Regions from separate parts of the Sus scrofa genome. Here regions 1, 2, 4 and 5 are each linked to region 3. The links are chromatin contacts, called in public HiChIP or PLAC-seq maps. All regions are on one chromosome and are shown on one strand. The core of a region is the stretch at or near the end of the contact, and the rest is flanking DNA. Distances in the headings are between cores, read along the strand shown.

Evidence for each region. HiChIP or PLAC-seq counts read pairs in DNA pulled down with a chosen protein or histone mark.
Region 1: an H3K27ac HiChIP or PLAC-seq map of alveolar macrophages shows a contact between it and region 3. The contact joins two enhancer-like sites. A contact is called at or near these places in 1 of 47 Hi-C or Micro-C datasets (mesenteric adipose tissue) and 1 of 2 datasets of contacts at active chromatin or transcription factors (alveolar macrophages).
Region 2: a contact with region 3 is called in an H3K27ac HiChIP or PLAC-seq map of alveolar macrophages. The contact joins two enhancer-like sites. A contact is called at or near these places in 1 of 47 Hi-C or Micro-C datasets (psoas muscle) and 1 of 2 datasets of contacts at active chromatin or transcription factors (alveolar macrophages).
Region 4: a contact with region 3 is called in an H3K27ac HiChIP or PLAC-seq map of alveolar macrophages. The contact joins two enhancer-like sites. A contact is called at or near these places in 1 of 47 Hi-C or Micro-C datasets (mesenteric adipose tissue) and 1 of 2 datasets of contacts at active chromatin or transcription factors (alveolar macrophages).
Region 5: an H3K27ac HiChIP or PLAC-seq map of alveolar macrophages shows a contact between it and region 3. The contact joins two enhancer-like sites. A contact is called at or near these places in 2 of 47 Hi-C or Micro-C datasets (embryonic fibroblasts and mesenchymal stem cells) and 1 of 2 datasets of contacts at active chromatin or transcription factors (alveolar macrophages).

What each region holds. Positions count from the first base shown.
Region 1 is chr13:125,617,326-125,622,300 of Sscrofa11.1, reverse strand. No RefSeq gene overlaps it. Among named protein-coding and RNA genes, the nearest start is that of LPP, 160 kb to the left of the region's middle. Within about 2 kb of position 2,735, at least 17 of the 83 cell types and tissues checked have an H3K27ac peak or open chromatin away from gene starts, as enhancers often do. A contact at or near this core is called in alveolar macrophages, where this site is marked.
Region 2 is chr13:125,975,571-125,980,583 of Sscrofa11.1, reverse strand. All of the region lies in intron 2 of LPP (lipoma-preferred partner), which reads right to left. Among named protein-coding and RNA genes, the nearest start is that of LPP, 200 kb to the right of the region's middle. Within about 2 kb of position 3,358, at least 14 of the 83 cell types and tissues checked have an H3K27ac peak or open chromatin away from gene starts, as enhancers often do. A contact at or near this core is called in alveolar macrophages, where this site is marked.
Region 3 is chr13:126,553,203-126,557,963 of Sscrofa11.1, reverse strand. The region is part of intron 1 of TPRG1 (tumor protein p63-regulated gene 1 protein); the gene reads right to left. Among named protein-coding and RNA genes, the nearest start is that of TPRG1, 26 kb to the right of the region's middle. Within about 2 kb of position 2,928, at least 9 of the 83 cell types and tissues checked have an H3K27ac peak or open chromatin away from gene starts, as enhancers often do. A contact at or near this core is called in alveolar macrophages, where this site is marked.
Region 4 is chr13:125,599,278-125,604,230 of Sscrofa11.1, reverse strand. No RefSeq gene overlaps it. Among named protein-coding and RNA genes, the nearest start is that of LPP, 180 kb to the left of the region's middle. Within about 2 kb of position 3,465, at least 9 of the 83 cell types and tissues checked have an H3K27ac peak or open chromatin away from gene starts, as enhancers often do. A contact at or near this core is called in alveolar macrophages, where this site is marked.
Region 5 is chr13:125,914,480-125,919,053 of Sscrofa11.1, reverse strand. The region is part of intron 2 of LPP (lipoma-preferred partner); the gene reads right to left. Among named protein-coding and RNA genes, the nearest start is that of LPP, 130 kb to the right of the region's middle. Within about 2 kb of position 1,308, at least 23 of the 83 cell types and tissues checked have an H3K27ac peak or open chromatin away from gene starts, as enhancers often do. A contact at or near this core is called in alveolar macrophages, where this site is marked.

The sequences.
Region 1 (4,975 bases), core at 1,486-3,985, 940 kb after region 3:
CATCAATGGGCCCTGTATTGAAAATACGAAAGCCGGCAAATGGCACGTTCAGAGAAGGGAAACGCTTTGGAAGTGGAGCACATACCAGGCTGAGGGGACTTTGCCTGGGTCGGGCTCATTATTGAAATCCAGGAACATGCATAAAATAGATATTCGACCTACGACACTGGCATCCTGGGGTTGGAAGGAATCCAGGAGTCGAGTCCAGCCCTCTCGTTCTGTAGATGAGAAAAATCTGTGCTGGGGGCTGAGCGGCTGGCCCCAGGTCACGGAGTGCATGAGAGGAACAAGGAGGCCAAAGGTTGGAGGCAGCAGCATCTGTGGAGCCCTCTCTGAGTTGGAGACCATTCAATATTTTGTGTGCATGATTGAATTTGCACAACAGACCGCTGAGGGAGTTTTCATTATTTCCGTGTTTCATATGGTGACACTGAGGCTTCAGTGAACCAAAATGTGTCTCAAGTCAAAAAGCTAATAAGTCCTAGAACCATCGTCAGGATTTGAACCTAGGTGTGTATGTCTTATTCCCAAACTCATGGTTTTTGTCATTATACTTCATTCCTGCCTCCTGGGCCAGTATTCTTTTCTTTCAAATTCGAGCACGCATGCACGCATGTGCGTGCACACACACACACATCTATATCTATGCAAATAATGTTTCTATTCCCACAGGTGTAAAATGCATGAACATTATATATCTCAAAACATGAAACTTTTGACTTCAGACATAAAATTAAACTACAGCACTGCTGAATTTAGTTATGGAAGTGTTGTTTAGATCATTAATAATCGCTTGTACTATATCTGGCACACAGTATGTACTCAATAAATATTTGGATTTAAACTGTTCCTTTTTATTTGAAAAGGTGCTTTTCCTTAGAAACAGAACGTAGTGTCTATCAACACCATTACTCTTTTAAATCCTGAACGTTTGCATTGAACCTGTGTGTACGGGCCACATTCACACGTATTAGATCATTGCGTCTTAGTGATCCCTATGGAGAGAATGTAGTCAGGGCCATTAGTGCCATTTTATAGGTGAGAAAACTGAGGCTCAGGGAGATCAAATTATTTTCTCAGAGAAAGCTTTGAGGTGAACTTGGGTCTGCTCACGCCAGCACGCTGGCAGAAGCTGTTTAGGGAGGGGTAGCTGATGATGGGGTCAGAGGAGGGGAGCCACCAGCCTATGGGTTCATCTGTCTTACCTCCTGAAAGATGCTACGGTCTGATGGGTAGAGCTCTAGATTTTCAGGCAGACAACCCAGCACTGTGGGTGTGTGAGTGTGGGGTTGGTGCCGGAAGGTGCGGGGATCACAGAGAATGACCTGGGGGAGGTGAGACTGTGTGGGTGGCTTCCTTTGCACAGATGTGTCACCCTTGGTGCCTGCCTGAGGCTGGTGGCCATACCCATGTGAGTGCCTGCAGACAAGCCCCACACGGGTGGACAATACTTATGACTTGCTGGGGAAGTGACCAGAGTCCCAGCCTGTGTGGTATAGGTCCTGGGTTTCTGAGTCCCTCTGTAGAGCATTGGCTTTGAGCAGTTCTGTGACTTCAATCAGAGCTTCTGAGACGACAGCCACTTTGCAGTGTGGGTGGACCCACAGTCCTACTCCTTCCTTGGGAAAAATAACTCAGCAATATCTCTTGCTGCTGAGTGGGCCAGGTGTGTGAGCTGAGTGGAAGCATGATGCAGTATAAAATCTGAGGTTGACAGAGTTGTAAGTTACCTGGATCAGATACCTAGTTTATGGATGGAAACACAGAGGATCAGAGGACGAAACTGACTATTACTTCATGCCTGTTTTTAACATTTCATTTATTCAAAAACTATTTAAGTAGGTATTCTCTGGGAGGGTTTGCCTCCATGTATCCCCAGTCCAGTGAAGACAGATACACATAAACAAGAATTCACCACGCCAACAGGTGCTTAGTGAGAGTGACCATGTTTTGAGAGAGGGCTCAGAGAAGGAGCTGCCAACTCCTTTCTGGGAATCTGAAAGGGCCACCCAGCAGAGATGAAAACTGAGTGAATCTAGAAAGATAAATAATTTTGTGAAAGGCAGAAAAGTGCTCACCTGATAGAAAGAACAACGTGTTCACAGATCTAGAGGTGGAAAGAGTGCATGTGACGCCAGGACTCAGGACTGGCTCCAATCTAGGGAGTGTCTCTGTGCATCAGAGTTTGCAGGATGGGGTCAGCAGGCGAAACCAGAAAATGGGCGTGTCCTGGATCATGAAGGGCTTCATTCAACAGACTAAGGAGTCTGAACTGTGTCTTTTTGGCTGCTCCAGCCACATGCAGAAGTTCCCTGGTCAGGGATCAAACCTGTGCCACAGCATTGACCCAAGCCATGGGAGGGATGATGTTGGGTCCTTAAGCTTCTATGCCACCATGCAACTCCTGAATTGTGTCTTATAGGGATTGGGAACACATTAAGGGATATTAAGCAGGGAGATAACGACACTAGGAATGAGTTTGGACATAGCATTCTGTAGACAGTCTGGGAAAGACTGAAGAGAGATAGGAGGCATGGAGGCTAGTTTGAAGATGCTGGAGCATCATAGTAAATTATGACAAAAGCCCAGCCAGAGTCAGCTGTGGTGGGGAAGGCAAGGAGGAATTGGAGTGAGAAATTCAGGAACTGGAACTGACGTGGAGAGTGGAGTGATAGGGGCCCAGTCTGGGTGATAGGGTCGATGGTAACCAACCAACCAGGAGAAGGGATGACAGAAGTGGATGGGAGGGCACTTAGTGTTCAGTGTTAAATTTGTTGCATGTGCAGGGCTTGGAGATATCAAAAGGGTGGCATAGGTGGAGAAAACAGTCTGCAGGCGAGGAGAGAGGCCAAGTTTGGCAATCAGGAGGCTGTCAGGATCAGAACCCATACACATGGATTTTGGAGATATGGGACACTTTTTAAGAATCAGTTCATCCAAAGTGGTGTTCAGATGTGTCTCAGACCTTGAGCTGAAAGCCTCCAGGGGGCAGACAGACCCCCAGCATCTGCCCTGGGAGGCTCCCCTGGGCTGGCAGGGAGTTATCTCACTGTGAGATTAAGTGAGGGGGGTCAAGGGAGAGAGCTCAGGCCCCTGCCTGTCTGTACCACGTCAGAGCCAGGAACTCACCAGGGCCAAGCCCCTTTATCTTGGAGACATCCTTCATCAGATATGGTTCACTCATTTCCGCTCCAGCCCCCATGCCTTCCCACCACCACCACCTCCTCACTTTAGTCACTGGAGCTGAGTCATCCTATGAGCCTATTCCTGTCACCTTCCCCTCCATCAGGATGGAAAGGGTTTGGGTAGGAGCCACAGGGCATGGGTATTGCCATCTGCTGGTCAGATTGGAACAAGAGAATGGGTCTCAGCCTCTGTTCCAATTCCTTTACCACTGTTTGCTTCCTAGGAGGTTGAGGGAGAAGTAAAGCTGGCCAGACTCTGACTCCCAGAAAGGAAAGGAAAAAAAGGAACTAATGTGGGTGGGGAACCCCTGCGGCACCAGGCAAATGCCAAAAGCCTTGGCATCCATTTCCCGTAACAATGGCCTTAGGATGGCCTCAAAATAACACCTTAGCAGTGGTATTATCCTCAGATGGGGAACATGAGGATCAGGAGGTTAAGCCATTTTCCCAAGATCACAAAGCAGGTATATCTGAATGATTTCAAAGCTCACACTACTTCCACTACATTTTCGCATCTATTGCTCCATCATCCCTGGGGGAGTATGGCATAAAAGTCAACTCCTGGCTGAATACTTACCATGTGTGAAGCACAGCACCAGAGTGGTTAATAGAGGCATCTTGCTCTTGAGAAACTTTATGTCCTGTTGGAAATGCTTGATCCTTTGATTTAATCACTCCGTTTTTCTGAGCATCACCTATGAGCAGACCCTGTATGGGGGCTGTGGAGATGGGTGATGAGAATAGCATGGATTGGTAGATGTTGGGGCATTGTTGAATGGTTGAGACAAGTTTTAAAGCCCCACTAATGACAGAGAATTATTGAAGATTTGAGTATTTATGTTTTTATGCTGACTCATCAATCCTCCTGTATTCACTCCTTTTATTCCTTCCTTGATATCAGGTGCTAGGCTAGAGGGTTTGGGGTACAACAGAGAGTAAAAAGTAGGGACAGCCTCTACCACCAAAGAGATTAGTGACCCATATCAGATGGTCACAATTCAGTGGATGTTTGCAAACTTGGAGAGTGTTCAAAAGGGAAGGAAGGTAGTGTGAGAGACCATGGAAGAGGGGGACATGTTTTGGGGGTGGTGGTGGTAAGGAAGGGCTGCTTTGAAGAAATAGCACTTAAACTATTAAGTGCTGAAAAAAATGTATGGAGTAATTTGTGTGTGTGTGTGTGTGTGTGTGTGTGTGTGTGTGTGTGTGTGTGTGTGTTGGAGGGAAGGTGGTGGAGACAGGGCACGGGGTAGAGAATATTGTCCCAGAAGGATGGCATTGACAAAGAGGAGACAGATGATATAGCAAGCGTTCTAGCAAAATAACAACACAGGCTGGCCTGGAAGACATTGGCACCCGAATTCACTTCTTGAGGCCATGCCCTTATGCTCCTCCTGGGAAACAGCAGCCGTGCCTGGTCTTGGATTTCACAGTGACTGCCATTCCCGGGTTTTGCTCCATGACTAGGACCTGTGCCTCCATGTCTTCTTCTGTGGAGTGTAATAGAACACGCCCATGTACTTTTCAGAACACTGATACTAATAAGAAGTGACAAAATACAAGTTGTCTAGAGACATTTCCTCGAGGATTAGCAATTTGGAGTTTATATAAAAAGTCAGAAAAGAGCTTCAGCCTGCTAATTAAATCTACATGCCCTGCCCTCCACACACATAGCCCAGGTCTTACTGATGTCAGCTTCTGGTAGACAGGTGTGGGTCTCCCGATCCACATATACCTAGCTCTAAAGAAAGAGGTGGGTTTTGAATGCATGCAGGACACTGACACTGTGCTTA
Region 2 (5,013 bases), core at 2,109-4,608, 580 kb after region 3:
TAATATTACAAATCAAAACAAGAGGTGGAGTTCCCATCGTGGCACAGCAGAAATGAATCCAACTAGGAACCAGGAGGTTGCGGGTTGCATCCCTGGCCTCACTCAGTGGGTTAAGGGTCCGGCGTTGCTGTGAGCTGTGATGTAAGTCACAGACTCAACTCAGATCCTGTGTTGCTGTGGCTGTGGCGTAGGCTGGCAGTTATAGCTCCAATTTGACCCCTAGCCTGGGAACCTCCATATGCCACAAGAGCAGCCCTAAAAAAAATTTAAAAAGCTGAGGATGGTAGGGAGTTTTAAAATAGCTGGAGACCAGAAAAAGAAATGGTTGAAAAGAGTATGACATGGTAGCAAGGGTGAGCCAACTTTGCAGGAGAGAGAGAGGCTGACCAGGAAAGACAAGGCCAGCAAGGAAGTAGCATAAATGAATATCCCATGAGGAAGGAGGGACAAATATACTAAAATAAATAAAGCAAGCATAGTCAGATGGACCAGAATATCAGCAGAAGATCCTCAAAGAAGTTCTTCTGTTTCTGTGCATCGATACTTTCCCCATAACCTCAGCTATAAAACACTGTAGGAAACGTCTCTCTCTCCCTCTGGCTTGCTCCAACCTAAAGTTGGTTGGCTGAAATCCCTTCTGTCCTTCAAGCGCTCAAACACCACCTCTTTTAGGAGCCCCTCCCCCACCCGCACACCCACTAAAAGCCTCCTCTTGGTTCCCAAAAGCAGGCCACCTGAAGCTCTCCTTTATCACCTAGGTTGTTTTGCTTTGTAAAACAGCTAGTTATGCATGTGTATATGTCTCACATCAGACTGAAAACTCCAGTGAAAAAATAAATTACATCTACCCGTATTTCCCTTTTTTTTTTTTTTTTTTTTTGTCTTTTTGCCATTTTCTTGGGCCGCTCCCATGGCATATGGAGGTTCCCAGGCCAGGGGTCGAACCGGAGCTGTAGCCGCCATCCTACGCCAGAGCCACAGCAACGTGGGATCCAAGCCGCGTCTGCGACCTACACCACAGCTCACGGCAACGCCAAATCCTTAACCCACTGAGCAAGGCCAGGAATAGAACCTGCAACCTCATGGTTCCTAGTCAGATTCATTAACCACTGAGCCACGACGGGAACTCCATCTACCCATATTTTTATTCCTCAGTGCCCTGTCTAGGCTTTGCATAGTAGGCATTTAAGAAATGGATTTTTAATCTTAAGAAAACCTAGAAGAGAACAGTTCTTGTTCTAAAAAAACAGAAATATAAGGATTTTAGGTATTCTTATTCTAAGAAACAGAAATTTAATGAACCTATCTACAAAACAGAAACAGAATCACAGACGTAGAGAAGAGACTTATGGTTGCCAAGGGGGAGAGAGGAGGGAGTGGATGGACTGGGAATGTGGGGTTAGGGCAAACTATTACTTAGAATGGATAAGCAATGAGGTCCTATTGTACAGCACAGGGAACTATACCCAATCTCTCAGAATAGAACATGATGGAAGATAATATGAGAAAAAAAAATGTGTGTATATATATATATGTGTGTGTGTGTGTAAGTGGGTCACTTTGCTGTACAGCATAATTTGGCACAACACTGTAAATCAACTATAATTAAAAAATAAATTTTTTAAATAAAAGAATTTAAAACAGAAATATAAGGACTTATAAATTTACCCACTAGCAATCTTACAAACCCTTGTAAATGACAACCACTATTAGTATTTCATCAGTCTTCTCAGGTTTACATGAGAAGTTCAGAAAATGAACACAATTTTCATAATCATTATCATAGTTTGAAGAAGTCCAATAAAAATGCACATTGCTTTTCTGATGTGAGCACAGGCCCACAACCATTGGTGTGAGAATCATTTTCAGAAACCAAAAACAGCTTTCCTAAAATCTCAGCACCACTTCAGCCCCACCTTCCAACCCACATCTCATTAAAAAACAAAGCCATTTCTTTCATGCCTCATAATTAATGATAAAGTGAGTCAACTATACAAACAAAACACCAACAATAATTTACTGTGAACATTGTTGCATTTGTACTGCACTTATATATCTACTCTCTCATTTGATGTTTTTCATGAGCTTCTGCAGCAGGAAGAAATGGAATAATTGTTTTAGAGATGAAGAGATTCAACTCTACAAGATGTGATTTGCCCCAAAACACACAGCTCATAAGAAGTAATGACAAGATGTGAATTCAGGATTCTCGAGATTCTCCAACTAAACTTGTGTTCACTTATTCAACATTGTCTCTCTTATCTGAAGTGTTTAATCAAGCACAAGAAGTTGATAATGGAGCCCTAGGGAAGTTATCTAATTGGATAGAGCCTCAGATGGGTTCTCTTAAAACATAAAAGAAGGAAAGAGAAAGAGAGAGAGAGAGAAAGGAAGAAATAAACCACTTCGGGTAAAGATAGTTAAATTTCCTGGAAAACAGGGGTCTTGAACTGTCCTTTAAAGATGTATTAATCAAAGCAAGCCCACAAACTGACAATTTCAGAATCATTTCGGAGCTTGTTAGAAATATAAATTTTTCCACACTGTGTTCTCAGGCCTCCAGGACAATAACCTCTGAGGCACAGACTGCCCAGGTGATTCCAATGCATAGAAAGTTTGAAAAGTGTTGCTTGAAAGTAAAAGTCAGACCTGAGTAAATAACAAGACGGTTACAGGTAGGCTAAAAAGGGGGAAGGGGGGAAGGGCGTTGGGGAGGGGGGACAACATGAAAAATTAGGAGGCCTAGAATCCAGAAAATTCAAGAAATGTCAGCAAAAAAAGGTTCAGAACACTGGGCTGGGAAGGTAGTATCCTGTGAAGGACAGGGTCCGAATAAACCTGGGGTGAAATCTTGAACTAGAGAAAGCTGAATGCAAGCAGAGCAGTCTCTAGAACCACTCAGGCCCAAAGTTTAAATCTTGAGAGAAAGTATGTAGACCTAAGCAACAAAAGCATCATGTGATGCAGGACAAGAGGTCCCTCAGGGTTTAGAAGGTCTTCAGAAGAGAACCTCTTTTACAACCTGGAGAAACACAAGTTCACCAGACAGACAAGGATGGAAAGAACCATGGCAAAGGGCCAAGGTGTAAAACAAGATCTATTTAGCACCAGTGAGGCACCCTTGATTCAGTGTCCTCATCTGTACAAGAAGAGATTAATGATCCTAACCCAGTTGAACTATTGAGAAGATTAAATAAAACAGTTCTACACAATGACTCCAAATGTGATGTCCGGCACAGAGTGGACACTCAACACAGTACACTGACTTTCTTTCTCTTCCAGGCCACTGCAGTTCGTGAGAGTGAGCTAGGCATTGGGTCCTCTCTCGGGCTGGTTGGTAAGTGACTGATTTGGAGGATGTTTTCTCATAAAAGTTCACAGGGCAGCCTGCTGGGGGAGGTCCCGTGGTTATGAAGCATCACACTCAGCCACATTCCATTTTAAGACCTACAGCTCCTTCACTTCCTGCTTCTCACTCTTACTTTTTTCAGAGGGGCTGCAGGTTCTCAAGGTTATCTTGAGCACAGCTTTCTTTCTAAATGACACATAACCACTTCTACAGGCAAAAGTGCTCTGTGTAACTTCTTCTTTCAGAATGGGACTCTGGGCTGCCTGAAAATGGATCTAGGTCCATTCCCAGATGATCTCTTGGAAAGCAGACATGAATCAGTCCAGCAGGTTGGCTGGAGGTCTCCAAGAGTCTGTCTACAGGGGGATATTAACTAGGGTTGCTCAAAGGGAAAAACCAAGTTCCAGAGTCAATTGAAAGCAAGCTGACCGCTGTCCCACAGGGTTTCCTGAAAGATTTAGCAAGCTAATGTACTTTGTCAGTACCTAAGAGGGCGCCAGAGTATGCCGCATTCTCCAGGCTTACAGGGACCAATTTTAAGAGTGGTATCTCCTTGGACTACTATTTACTGACCATGCAGGAGAAAACAATACGTCAGCGCATGATATAGATAAGGCAGGGATCATCCGTTTGCTTAGAGTCCATTCCCAGAAAGATTAAGAAGGTGGCAGCATTTTTGTTATGCTTCTTCACCTTCCCATTCATTATCTATACTCACCGCATCCTCCTCTTCCTCCACAAGCCCTTTCCCTTCCCCATTACTCTGTGCACGCTGTTTTACAAAGAATCTGCTAATTCGATAAACTAATGCCTTCTTTTTCAACACTTTGCACATCGGTGCCTCTATTATGTTATTCATTCCATTTGCTTAGGAAGCATCCCCTTTATCAAAATCCTATTAATTCAAGGCCAACCCAAATGTCACTTCCCCCAAGAAGCCTTCCTTAATCCCCTGCCCTCCACACCAGTTGGAAGTAATCGTTCTTTGCTCCTCACTGAACTTTCTCAGCAAGTTTCCACTTTCTACCTTAAATGATAGTTATCTGTGTGCTGTCTCACCTTCACCAGTTGGTTCACCCCTTTCCTAATACTTTCACACCTGTCATCTTGGTTCATCCCTACAACATGCTGGGAGGAAGAACAGGCAGGTATAATTATACTCATAGTATGGAGTAAATGTAGCTTAGTGGTTAGAAGTGGAGTTGCTAGAGACAGACTATCTGAGTTCAAGTCCTAGATAAACTCTCTGGTTCTCAATTTTTCATCTGTGAAATGGCAGTAATAGCAATACCTTCCTCAGAGGGGGATTATGGGGATTAAGTGAGTTAATGAGGCAAAGTACTCACACCTAACTAAATATGCATTTTTCTAAATCTTTTTAGGGCCGCACGGTGGCATATGGAAGTTCCCAGGCTAGGGGTCGAACTGGAGCTGTAGCTGCTGGTCTATGCCACAGCCATAGCAATGACAGATCCAAGCCACATCTGTGACCTACACCACAGCTGAAATGCCAGATTGATTAACCACTGAGCTAGGCCAGGGATCAAACCCGCATCCTATGGATCCTAGTTGGATTCATTACTACTGAGCCACGATGGGAACTCCTCAATATGCATTTAGTAAGGGTTCCAGGGGAGTTTAGAAGTGGCCAGGTCAGAATTTTC
Region 3 (4,761 bases), core at 1,679-4,178:
AAATGAATATATAAAATGTAAAGAAACCTAGAGCAGGAGTTCTCTGGCAGCCTAGTGGTTAAGGACTTGGCATTGTCTCTGCTGTGGCTCATGTTCCATCCCTGGCCCAGGAACTTCCACATGCTGCAGGCATGGCCAGAAAAAAGAAGGAAGGAAGGAAGGAAGGAAGGAAGGAAGGAAGGAAGGAAGGAGAGGGAGGGAGGGAGGGAGGGAGGAAGGAAGAGAAAGAAAGAAAGAAAGGAAGAAAGAAAGAAAGAAAGGAAGAAAGAAAGAAACCTAAAGAAACCTAAGGCAATGACAGCCAAGATAGAAACAGAGATAAGCAATAAACCCAGGTAAGTCTCTATGAGGTGTCAAAAACAATAGCAATGTAATTTATTGGACTTAGCAATAAAGAGGGAGGAGTCAAATGTGACAGCTTAGGAACGAGGTGTCTGAGTGAATGCTGCTGGTTTAGGTGGAGATGGGAGGCTACGTTCCCAGGAGTCAGACTAGGACCAGGTCCAGATGGAGATAAGGTTGGCTTTGGGCCTGTGGAATTAAGATAGTGATGGTTCTTGCCGAAATGTCTAAAAGAGCTAAAAATACAGAACTGGGGCTTAGAAAAGAGGTCAAACTAAAGAAGCAGGTTTGACTTTACCTGTGGAGAGGTATTTATTAAAGCTGTGGCAAGGATGAACTTGTCCAAGAGGGAGGGCAGAGAAGAAGAAGCAAAGACAAGAGCCTTAGGGCAGGTGGCAAGATGAGCTGGTGTCTGAAGTTTGGGAACCGTGTCTTAATCTCATGATTCAGTTGCCCTGATCTCTCATCCACCCAGCCAACCCAGAAAACAGCCCAAGTTCTTGTCCTGCCTAGGAAGAGGAGGCCTTTAAACGCTCGCATTCACAGCATCCAGCCCTCCACTATAATCACCCGTTTCTGCATCAACCATTAACAGCTACAGAGCAGCTGAGATCCACTCGAGGCTATGCCATGCAAACTTATTTTTCCCTCTGATGTTATTTAGTGTCTGATGATGTTATTAAATTGAAAGGATTTTATTTCAATGAGCTGGGAGGAAATCCACTTAACCAAATTGTTCGTAAAAGGAATGAAACACATCAAAAACTCTTTGCGCCAATCCACCAATATAAGATTCTGCAAAAACCTTCTTATGTAAATATTTACAAGGAGAGTAAAAAAGGAAAGTGGTTTGGGGAGCAACCAGATGGAATAATACAAGAACAAACTTGAATACAGGCAAAATGAGCTTCAGCAACAACAGGGCAGCCTCTCAGGAATCTACTACTGCCTGGGGGCGAGAAAAGACGAATATAGAGTTAAAAAGAAAACAGCTCTGGGAGAGCATCGCTTGAGCCCCATTTCAGCTAATCTCTGAAAACTGGGTTTTTGTTTATATTAAAATCTTCAAAAAACGATTATAATAAGCTCCCTAATAATAACACGTATGAATTAATTAATTATTCATCACTCCTCTAGAACCAACTTCTACTCTTTCCCAAAGTCTTTCAAAAGATGCCTTTTTGGTGCTTGGGGTTCCGTGAGCAGGAGCAGGGTTTCTTCCCGGATTTCTTTCCCCGAGTCCCCAGGCTGTGGCCCCATTTCACCTCTGAGATTGCCAAGCCTGTCCCTACTACTTCTTGAGAGCCTACAATGTTTTCTCAGTTTTCATTCCTCCATCTGCCTTGGGTAGCCTGATTACAAAGAAAGGATCTTTAACAGATATATCAATTATGTAACATTTTTTATAACTGCTTTCTTGCCCTCCACTCACCTCTCCCTGGGCTCCCCAATGCAACCCTCTTCCAACTCAGAGAACATTTGACGCAAACTTGGCTCACAATGCATTTCGCAAACAAACCACAAAATAACATGATTGTAAAAATGTTAGCTGCAAAAGTAATAAATAAGGAAATAAATAAGTGCGTAACCACAGAGGCTTGTCTGGCTCCTCGGCCCTCTGACCACAGCAAGGCCTTCTGCTGCCTGTCCTTACTAGCGGGGAGGCCAGGAAACTGGAAGACACTCCTTCCTTGCCCAGGGGTCCCATAGTGGAAGTTTCAGAGGAATTGATTTTTTTTTTTTCCCCTCTCTCGTGTGAGGTATGGTTCTACGCCAAAGCTATCCAATGACAAAAAACATCACCAGAGAATGAGAAAGATGGGCTTCATACCACCCACCACCAGTCACGGCAACGCTGGATCCTTAACCCACTGACCAAGGCCAGGGATAGAACCCATAGCCTCATGGATACTAGTCAGGTTCATTAACCACTGAGCCACAAGGGGAACTCTTACCAATCCTGTCTGAGCACATGTTAGGGGTCAGGCTCTGGACCTCAGTACTTTCCCAAGATATCTCTTTAGTAATCCAGAGAAGTGGACAGGGTTAGTTCCATTATGCAGATGAGGAAACCAAAGCCCATCCAGAAACAAGTAGAGGTCAGACTATGACATTTCACAGATGATATAAAATCTCCCTAACAACTGGAGTGGGGGAAAGAGTTTAGGATAAATGTGTGTGATTTTTTTTTCCTCTGCTTTCAAGCCTGGCTGTTGATATATCTTCATTTACAAGGATTTTGAGATTAAAACAACAAAGTACAAACAGTGGGCTTGCCAAGTTTTTTACTAACTTTTACTTTGAAATCATGATGACCCAAAACTCCTCTTCACCAGAAAACTTCTGTGGCTTATGGATTCTGCCAAGAGTGTGACCAGGACAGTCCAATCAAAGATGAAATGGGAGGCTGAAAGCTGGGCCTGAGACTGAATCATAGAGTGCACAATTTTCAATCCAGAGCCCAGAATCCAGTATTTAGTAATACTGTATGCCCTAGGACAGGCCTTACATATCAGGAATAGAAAACAGAATCCCTGATGTTTAATATTCACAGAGAGAGCAGGCTGCCAGGCACTTGAGTCAGACCCTGTACAACACACAACCACAAGCTGTTCACCACGTGGCCAAATGAATAGTGACCCTCCCCAGTGCTGGGCAGTGCACATGACCTGCAAAGCCATTCAAAAGAGGCTTTCTTCAAGGTGACACTAATTAAAAAAAAAAAATCAAGAAAAGCATAACTTCAAGTAAGGTAATAATCAAATGAGTACGGCAGATGTAGATGCAAATGATGCTTAGAGGTAGGGCTGGTTATAAGCACAGTGTATGGGCTGAGAATGGGACTGCTGAATTTACTAATCTCACATCAATTAATGTCCTTGGTTTTCACAACAACTCAATGGATAAGAGTAATTATCCCCTTTTTCCAAATGGGAAAACAGAGTTTCAAGGAAGGAAAGTGATTTTTCTAAAATCTCCCACTCTTAGGTAGGAAGCCAAGCCCACTGCCGGGGTCCCCAGGCCCAGGCTTGGAGTCCCTCCCCTGCCCCTCAATGCCATATTGGAAATGCAGCCAACGAGGGGCTACCAGCCTCAGTGTGCCAGGCTCTGGAGGGGAGCTGCTGAAAGCCACAGGCCTGGGAAGAAGGAAAAACAGCCTTATGAATGAAGGAGACATAGAGATGATAAGAAGGACACTGGAAGATGGGGGTATAACATAAAATGACTCACAGCACTTGCATTTATTAAAAGTCAAGACACATTATTCCTTCTCTAGAAGGTAGCATTGCAAATGCTGAAGGTTTTTGGCTTTAATACAAATTTTATTGTGACTCACTTGGGATGGAACTCTTTCTAAAATCAATTATGTGTTTGTCTATATTCTACAAAGCAGCACAAAGAATATAAATTAGCCATGTTCGAAGGGACTATAGGCTATCACTTTCTTCATTGAACTCTAATGTATGATGACATTCTAGAAGACTCTCTCAATTTAAAGGACTGCTTGACTTTCCCACTCAATCCAGATTGCTGTGATTTTTTTTCCACTCTTGAGGGTTTGTGGGAAGGTTTTGTTTTGATGTTCTGTATCCTCTCTTATCAAGCCGTCCACCTTGTACTTCTCTCCATTTTCAGGAGCCTGCCTGTAGCAGCCCCTTCTCCTACTTTTAATTTGCTGGATTTGGTTTCTTAAGTACTTACAGGAAACTAAATTTATGCACAGTTTATATAAACTAAAATTAATCAAGCTCAGAGTGAAGGACTCTAGCCCATCAGCAAACGGTGAAAACACTGCTGCATTAAGCTTGAGGCTTTCTTGTGGCTGTGTCCATGTCCTCTGCTCTGATCTGCCAAGTTCACTTGTGTTTTTCAATAAGTGGCCTTCAAGACCACTTAAGCAAAACCTCTTTCAGAAAACATCCCATGAGTCCCAGACAGAAATTGCCTCTAAACTCCCAAACCACTGAATGTGCCTTTGAGGGATGGGGTGGTCACCACTGCCTGCCTCTGGTTTGTCCTTAGTGGGGCTACTCCCTGGATGTTTAGAGATGTGATTTGCATTTTCCTCATTTTCATATCTTCCTCTAACCACGGCTTGGACCAAAATTAAGACATACATGTCATCCTTAAGGGGATTTCATCTTAGGAGAAGGGGCCTATGGGAGGAGGAGAAAAGAGAAAAAGTTGGTGAGGAGGGAAGATAGGAAAGAGGTGGGGAAGGAGGAAGAAAAAGAAGAGGTGGAAGATCCTGTACTCCCCTAGTGAAACTCGTTTTCCCAAAGTATCAGCAGCACAAAGTGGGGCCATTTCTGCTATTTCCTGGGGGACAAGATCCTGTCCCGTGGCTGCCCAGGAATGTAGACAGTTGCCACCAGAGCTAGGATGGAGCCCTGAACGTGGACACCCAAGAAGCCCCCA
Region 4 (4,953 bases), core at 2,216-4,715, 950 kb after region 3:
CCCCTTTTTGAACTCCAGGTCCATATTAACCATTGACTACATTCCTTCCCTTAGATATTTCAGAGCTACCTCAAACTGAACATACACCAAACTGAATTTAACTTCTTTCTGAAATCTGTGCATCCTCCTGCATTCAGTATTTCAGTTAAAGCATCACAGGTACTAGCTGCCCTTGCGTGAAAAATCTCACATTGTTTAGATGACTCCTCCCCTAACATCCAGCCCACACCCAGTCAATCCTGGAGACTCTGTCCTTGATCTTGTGTAATCCCTTTCTCCTCTCCACCACCATCCCAGCTATTCTAGGTCAAGTTCTCACTATCTGGGCCAGTGCAGTGGCTTTTTAACTTGCCTTCTTATTGTTTCAACTTGTTTCCCATATGGCCTCTCTAGAAACTGGTTAATGAAAAAAGGCAAGCATAATCTTTCTGCAATGTTCCAAAAGCTGCCCATTGCCTTCACGGTGAAATCTAAGCTGTGGGCTTGGCAGATAAGACCTTTCACTTGCTGACTTTCCAGCCTCATCTGCTGCCACACCTCTTACAAAGTCTCTAGCACAGGCTCTTTGGTCTCTTAGCATATATCACACACCTCCCTTTATGCTTTGGGACCTGGGCATGTCTCAGTTATACTAACCACATGGTCCTGTAATTGTTTGCTAGCTTCTGAATCCTCCAAGAATATTAACTCCTTAAAGACAGAAATGGAATCTCATTTATTCTGGATTTCCAGCTCTGCATCTGACATAGTTGGAACCAGATAAATATTTGTTGACCACATGGGTAGCTGGAAAGATAAAACACTGATGTGTTCCAGTGAGGCCAAGTTTAGGATGTGTTCCCTAGCAGTAGAGGGATCCACAGAACTTTTTCTTTAAGATATCTGGAGGAGTGGGTGGATACGCAGTGATTTAGATAAACCTCTCTGAAAGCATCTCCCTGTGCTAGCCTGGAGTAGGAGCTGGTGGCTGACAATGAATGGTTTTACTGTTTGCAGAGGCCTCAGTGGCTGACTTTGTGTGTGCTGACTAGGCAAATCTATAAACCTTGACCATCCTGTGTGTGGGTGGGTGGGTAGGAGCAGTACTATTCTCTTAAGAGAAGAAAGAAGCCTGGCCAGGAAGGATATTATGAGGGCATCTCCCCACACATCCAGGGTTTCCCTCAAGAAACACCGCTTTCTCTTGGTGACCCTGGCACAGATAGATGGAGAATATTTCCTTGCTCTTCTCCATTGAGTTTCACGTCATGCAGAGTTTTTGTCCAGAGCATCCAACTGGGGTGCAGATTCTCCAGGCCCCCTCCCCCCTCAGAAGACACCTGTTCAAAGATGGTCTCAGAGTTGGCTGGGGAAATTTATCCAGCAGGCTCCACTGCCTTGCTCCTCACTAGGAACTGTTCTGGCTTTAGATTGACAGAGCCTGGGCTCAATCTTGTTTTTAACCTCCATGGGTCACTTGGTGTGAAGGTTTGTGGGCACAAGCAATTTCCAAAACCCCGAGCCCAGCACAGCAGAGCTAAGCTGCCCCACAGGTCCTGGGGCCCTTCTGCCACACAGGCCCCGCCCTAGAGTGGCTGTACTCCAGGGAAGCGGGTTTGAGCCCTTGTGCCGGGTGTGGCCAGTGCAGCAGAGGTTGATAGTTCTTATGAATAATAATGCCCAGTAATCCATTTTTGGAAGTAAATAATGATCGTTCAAAGTCAAATAAAATTTTGCTGTTCTCAAAACTGTTACACTTGGAGTTCCCGTCATGGCTCAGTGGTAGTGAACCTGACTAGTATCCACAGAGGTACTAGTCCCTGTGGTTCGATCCCGAGTCTCTCTCAGTGGGTTAAGGACCTGGTGTTGCTGTGAGCTGTGGTGTAGGTCACAGATGAGGCTCAGATCTGGCATTGCTGTGACTGTGGCTGAGGCCAGAGACTTATAGCTCCTATTCAATCCCTAGCCTGGGGAATTTCCATATGCCTGGGTGTGGCTCTTGAAAAAAAGGACAAACAAACAAAAACCTTTTATACTTGTGTTATTTCCTTTGATCTCACAATAGGTGAACAAACCAGGACAGTTCCCATTTTATAAAGTAGAAATTCAGACTCACGGAAGGCAGGTGACTCACACAAGGGTCACACAGACGGGGTTGTTAACACTTGGTCCCAAGATTTTCGATTCCATTTTCATGCTGTGTTCCATTCACCCTTTGCCTGCTGATCTCATTAGATTTGAAAGCTGAGGAAGAGGAACATGACAAAGGATGGCAGAAAACTGTATTTTGGGGTTCCATCGTGTTCATAAAGAAATTTACAATTGTGACTTACTGGGGAAAGTACAAATGTAAATAGGAAGAAGAATTCCCATTTCTGAATTATTAGAGGTGCAGACACTGTGGCTGGATGTTAAAACTTGAGCCCCATGTGTTAAGAAGGCTTCCGATGCTTATTATACCAACCTAAGGCTTGAGCAAAGTTTCCGTGGTATGCTGGAGCTGGCTTGCACCTGCTAGTGAGTGCCAGTTGTGGGCAACTTTTCCTCACTTCTTGGTTTAGCGATGTCACATCGGTAGCTTGAAATCAGCCTGGTGCAAGATAATTTACCCCATGGAAATAGCAAATGCTACATTTCAGGGCTTTGTCATCCCAGAGAATCAGTTGTTAAATATTTACCAGCACACCACTGCTTACAGCTAACAGTGACTAGCACACATTAAGAATCTGGAAGTTCTCCCCTGTCATCTGCATGGGACCATCTTCAGTGTTGACTTTGCCTCTAACCACAAGTCATACCCCATTTGTGGGATTATGCCATTCCTTGCAGAGGAGACTCTTTCCATCTGAGCTTGCAAAATCAAGACCAATGGGTTTCTACTAATAGTCCCTCATGTTTGTACAGTTTGCAGAGTGTTTTCACATCCCTCATCACTTCTGAGCTTTGGGTGGCCTGTGGGGCAGATGTCTTCTCCTCTTAGTAGAGAGGAAGAGCTGGAAGTTCTGACAAAGAGAGGTGACCACGTCCAGGGTCATAGGCCTAGCAAGTGGCAGCAGGGGCTAGAACAGGGTCCTCCACCTCCTTGTTCTCTGCTTCTTCTCCTTGAACCAGGCCCCCTCCTTCACTTAGCACACTTGCAATGCCTGCAGCTCAGGCCACTGTCTGGGGCGCAGAGAACACAGATGCAGTCTGGAGTGTAACATTTGTCTTAGCCCTTGACAGAAAAGGACAGGCATGCTGGCTTGGGGGTATCTGCAAATAACAGCAAGCCCCACTTTACTGCTCTCGTGATGGGGAGGAGTCTACTTTCACTCCCTCTTATCTTGGGTCCTCTCTTTGATTCCTTTAAAAACTTTCATGGGTACTTTATATTTGGGTTTTTGCTGTAGGTCCTGCTTTCAGCAGGAATTTGGGGCCTTCTGAGTGACCAGCATTATTGTTCTGCTTCCCCTCTTGCACAACATCCAGCTTCTCTACTGCTGGGTGATGGAATTATTGATTGGTAAGCATTTCACAACACATTTTCAAAACATGCTGAAGGTCAAGAATTAATGACTCATGGGCAGTCACATTTCTTTCTGCCATGGCCCCTCTATATTATATTCGTGAGGTTAGTTAATGGAAGACATGGGAGAAACCAAGATAAAAGTTAACTCTCTCCAACCCTGGCCTGGCAGGACTATGAAGGGGCTTGAAAAGATAGTTTTTGATCTTCTATCTAGTGATTGATCTTCTGAATCGCTTGGTTTTTAACACCCAGTCTCTTGAAGAATATAAGATGAGAGTTCAAAGATTTCAGGGCTGATTCCACCACTATCTTGTGCCAGAGGATCAGAGTGTGAGGGAGGTACTCAGTTGAAGGGAAAGGCTCGGGTGATCTCTGGGGGGAAACTTTGCTGCTCTGAGAGTCCATGATCATCCAGCAGAGAACAAACAGATAACCCCTGGTCTAGTCTTGGAGATAATTACTCACCTCTCTGCTTGAGGCCGATGAGAGCTCCCCTTGAGACAGTGTGGAAGAACGCCCAGCACAGGAAGAGAGAGTTCCAGAACAGGAGGCAGAAAGTCTGGGTTCTCTCTCAACTTGGCCACCCACGATTTGGCACACAGCCAGGTTGCTAGACCTGCTAGAGCCTCAGTTTCTTCACTTGTGAAATGGAGTCAATGGCAGAGGCTTTCTTTGAGAGGGTTGTTTCAAAGATCAAGAGACATAATATGTGTCAACTTTTTTTGGTTACGAACTCTAACGCATGAAATGACCTACAGGATGGTTTTCCATGGGCTGGTTAAAAGGTTTGGGGGAAAAGAACATCAAGGTGATATTTTTTTTCTTCTTGATGTGAAAATTTTTTCTCACCTTTTCCCCCTACCAAATAATCTAATTTGCAGAATTAGAATACCTGAATGTCTTTTCAGGAACAATTATGAGACTGAAAACATCTGAACATTCTCCCATAAATGTTGATACTCTAAATACCCTGAAGCTTCTTTAATTCTAATATGATCACAGATACAAGTGTGATGCAGCTGAAGTAATGAGTGGTGTCTGTGCCTCATTACTTACCAGCAAAGCCCATCCCCATACATACACCCATATATTCCCCCCTCTCCAAGCTGGTCGGGACAGCACAGCTCCCCTGACTCGTGACTAGAGAACAAGCCAGTCAAAAAGGAAGTAAATTTACTTACATAAAGAACAGTCTGGGTGAAGAAAGACAGGCAAATGTTTCACCTGGACCGAAATGGCTTTGTGCTAGCAGTTTGTCCTCTCCTTAGGACACAGAACTGACAGCGACCTTGGCAATTATTGCTCTCCCCTCTCCATTGTACAAAAGAGCCACAAGGCTTAGAGCTGACAAGCGACATTACTGGGGTCATAAGGCCTGCTTGGGGCAGAATCGGGTTGCAAGCACCCATCAACTGATTTCTCCTGCCTCCTCTCTCCATGACATCAGATGCTGAGAGAATACAGAG
Region 5 (4,574 bases), core at 59-2,558, 640 kb after region 3:
CTGGAGAAGGAACTGGGAGTGTACAATTCAGGCCCTTCCTCCCAGTCCTGGGAGGTACCTGACTGCAGGAAGCACAAGCTCTCTGCCCTTCAAGGTTAGGAATTTTACAGGCTCTGTCCACTACGGTCCTCACACACAGATGTCATCTGAGAGGAAGAGGGTAACTCTGATTCAGGGATGCTGTGTTAACAAGCCCACTGAGCTAACAGGCCTAAAGCCCATTCTCCAACCTAGTGTTTATCTCCAGCTGTCTGACCACTGCATTACCTTCAACTGGTTTCTAGATGAACACCAAAGAACTGAGGCTTGGGGGCTAAGGCAGAGGCTGGGTTCAGCCTCAGTGAGCCCCCTCCAGCCCCAACACATCATCCAATCTAACCACACCAAACATTCCCTACCTTGCACGTCGTATGTCAGGGGCTTCTGCCTTCGCTCACTTTCTTCATTCATTCTCAAACTGCCTTTCCAAATCCTTCCCTCACCCTACCCTCTACCTGACCCACAGGCCAGGATCACGCAGCCTCTCAGGTGCCGCCAACCTCAGGAATCTCTTTGGTCCCTGAATCCTCCCTGCTCATTCACACTTGATCTTTATCACTCTGTAATCACAGACATTTTTAAGTGTAAGTCAAATATCTAGGAGAGTCTTAGTCCCTCCACTGTCAAGTCACAATCATCTCCATCTCCCATCACTCCTCCACTGGCACGAATTAACTAATGTTTATGGACAACTCATTATGTACTAGCCATGAACATAAGAGCATTATACTCATTATCTCATTTAATCTTCCCTAGGAAATAGGTACAGTTGAAGGAACAGGGTCTGTGCCCTCAGAGGCTCACCATGCCAAGCACATCTCACTGTGTCTGGTATAACTATCGGAGGCTTGCCAACTTGAGGCAGAATAGCAGGAGGGGATGACGTGAGACTTAGGGGGGACTACGTTCAGTTCAAAACTGAAGATTCCACTTTCACTGCCTTGACCTTCACCTACAATTGTCCCTGGGTTGAAGGAGAAAGAACTCTCACCAAAAAAAAAAAAAAAAAAAGAAAAAGAAAAAAGAAAAAACAGAAGGAGAACAACATAAAAGTCCATGTGGTCACTCCTTCATGAAAAGGCCTAATTGCTCAATTTGAAAAAGTCTCCCCAACCCCATTCCTAGCTCTGAAAACAGAGGTCTGGATCACTGTGGTTTTGTCACGAGATGAATAACAAGCCCTGAGGATTGCTAGAATTACAAGGCCCAGACCAGATCCACTCAAATATAGCTGGAAGCTTTCTAGTAATTCTAACCGTGCATGGGGAATGAGCTGCTCAGAAGTGACTCACTTACTGGAATCTGTGCTGCCTGCATTACTCAGCTGATATTAATACACCCACTTGTTCATTAAAGTTTAATTGGAGTTCATGTGAATTGGTTTCACTGGATACTTAATCAAAGAGAAGTGTTTGTATATGAACTGCTCACATACAAAGCTAGAAAGCACAGCTTTCCTCCAGCCTCTACACACAACCACTGGCTGCTCTTCCAACTCTGTTGACACAGTAAGTCAGTCACAGAGGGTAGGACAGTGATCTTGAAAGAGGAGGGGGGAAAGCTGTCTAAACAAACAGAGAACAAGAGTAAATAGAAAATCTTAAGGCACCAGTTACAGTTCCCCAGCTCATCAGACAGCCTGACATGGGCCAAGACTCAAATGCCAACTCCTCAATAGGAACCTGTTTCTTTCTGGGGTTCATTATCAAGGCTTCAGGGCTCCTCTTCTCCCTGGGCACCTGTCTCCCAGCCGTACATCTTTATTTTTAAAATGGGTGGATAAGGAAATTAACCACCATTCAACATAATCACACATTTCTCCTATACTGACAAGCAAACCATGAACACAATCCCAAACGCCTATTTATACAATCAGGGCTGTCAGTACCCTGTTATTTCTTATCAGATATCTCACTAATCAACATTTCTGGAAGTATAAATTTTTCAAGCTCCTGAAAAGACTGTGCATGAAGTTGGGCAGAAATAAATTTCAAGTCTAGTGGCTCTGGTTGTATTAACAAGTTTTCCTTCTGAATGGTCACCATTGTTAAGTATACATGACTTCTTGGCCCAAAAAAAAAATCAGGTGAGTTAAAAATTTGGCACTATAGATGATCCGATTTGCTGAAACAACCCTCAGAGATTGTAGATCGAAAGGCAAGGTACTGATTTTTTAACAGCTTTATTGACATATGATTCACAAACCGTACAGTTCACCCATTTAAAATCTACAATTCAGTTTTTAGTATATTCACAGAGCTGTGCAACCACTGCCACAATCTAACTTAACATTTTCACTGACCCCAAAAGAATCCCATACTCATTAGCAGTCACTCCCTATGCCCCACCCCACCCCTGCCAGCAACCACTAATCTACTTTCTGTCTTCATAGACTATGAATTTTCCTATTATGGACTTTTCATATAAATGGAATCATATGACCTGTGACCTTCAGTGGCTCAAAGGTTAACGAATCCGACTAGGAACCATGAGGTTGCAGGTTCAATCCCTGGCCTTGCTCAGTGGGTTAAGGATCCAGTGTTGCCGTAAGCTGTGGTGTAGGCTGCAGGCGTGGCTCAGATCCCGCATTGCTGTGGCTCTGGTGTAGGCCGGTGGCTACAGCTCCAATTCAACCCCTAGCCTTGGAACCTCCATGTGCCGCGGGAGCAGCCCAAGAAATGGCAAAAAGATTAAAAAAAAAAAAGAACTCTCACTGACATGATGTAGCTAGACACTGTAGATGGTGGCTCCTCTTTTTTTTTTTTTTTGGCATATAGATGTTTCCAGGCCAGGGGTGGAATCTGAGCAGCAGCTGCAACTTATCCCACAGCTACAGTAATTGAGGACCGACTGCCCTAGGCCAGGGATTGAACCCACACCTCAGCAGCAACTTGAACCACTGCAGAGACAGCACCAGATCCTTACCCTGCTGCACCACACTGGGAACTCCCAGCTTCTTAAGATATGACCCAACATCTTAGAAATAGGCATCCACTATGTGCCAGGCGCCATCATGTTGATTAATAAGATATGACACCTGCTCTGTAGGGTTAAAATCTAGTAGAAGAGACCAAATGAGTACATGTAGGAGAAAACAATGCCAGATTAACAGAATTATGGGTGTGAGAGAAACTCAGAGAAGGAACTCCCTAGTTTTTTACATCCAACTTGCCATGTTAGTAACTTCATTTCTAACCTTGTTTATAGAGTGAGAGCTAATTATGACATGACAATAATAGACGGTACAAAGACTTTCATGGAGACAGAGAATTCATATCTATGTGTGTCCTGGAAAAGTACAAACTGATATGTATCTAGAGCATAAATCATAGCCAACTTCATCATCCATCTGAGCAGCATCACCAGATGATGTAGACCAAAAAAGTAACCATCAAAGATGGAAAGTCAAGGGGGTCATCTGTCCAAACCAAAGGACTTTCTGCCTCCTTCTAAAGAAGGCTTTTTAAGACATTGTCAGGAACCTGGCAATTCACTTAGAAGTTGCTACCTAAGAAACCACAAACTGTGAATAAGAAATAGCTTCCAAAACACATGTAACCTAACTCACACTCTGGTACACGAAGCTAATAATACAGCACTGGGCTTATTACGTGTCATGTGTCTAAGAAACTCAAAGATATTTGCCAAAGAGAACTCAGTCCTTCTTACCCTCTAAGCAAGTGGAGAGGTAACTCCTAGTCATTATGAAGCTCAAGAGCATCTTCTATTCCTTTGCCCTGTATCCTGAGGACACACCTGAACTCCCAGGTAAAGGTATTTTGCAGTCAAACTAGAAGTCTAACTCATGCTTCTGTTTTTTGGGTTGTAGGGATGTACACCTTCCTTGGATCCAACTCATGAAATAGATTTGGTTTTCACGCAAACCAAAAACAAACAATACACTTAACGAAAACTTCTTTCACTTAAATTTCTACCAGCATAAATATTGTTTAATGTATTCATCCAGTTGGTACATGAGTACAAGTGTTCCTTTTTAGCAAGTTCCTATAGCAAGTTCATACATCCTGTTTCCCTAATTACCTCATGCAAAAAAGGGAATTTTACCTTCACCTCTCTTGTTCATTAAAGCAAATTTCAGGAAATACTTTGACATTTGATTTTTTAAAAACCACATGCTGATTTAACAGAAAGTTGTAGAAATTCATTGCTGCTCACATTTGGAGAGAAACAAGTTAATATCAAATCACAGTTAACTCTTTAACCAAAGAAAAAAGAAAAATAAAGGGGAACATCTTTCAGGATTATTACAACGCTATATAACCTGGATAACATTGGTAAGAATTACCTCATTATCCTCAAATGAGGGTGGTAAAGCAGAAAGCAACTCAGATTTAAAGGCTCCATTCCTGCTTTAAGAATACTCACCTCATTTCTCTGAACCTCAGTTACATCATCTATAAAAGGGAAATGAAGGACAAGCTCCGCTTTGCCTACTTCACAGGGATGCCATAAGGTGCACATAAGAAAATATCTATTAAAGCGTTTTGAAAACCACAAAGCCCCCTTCATAATGT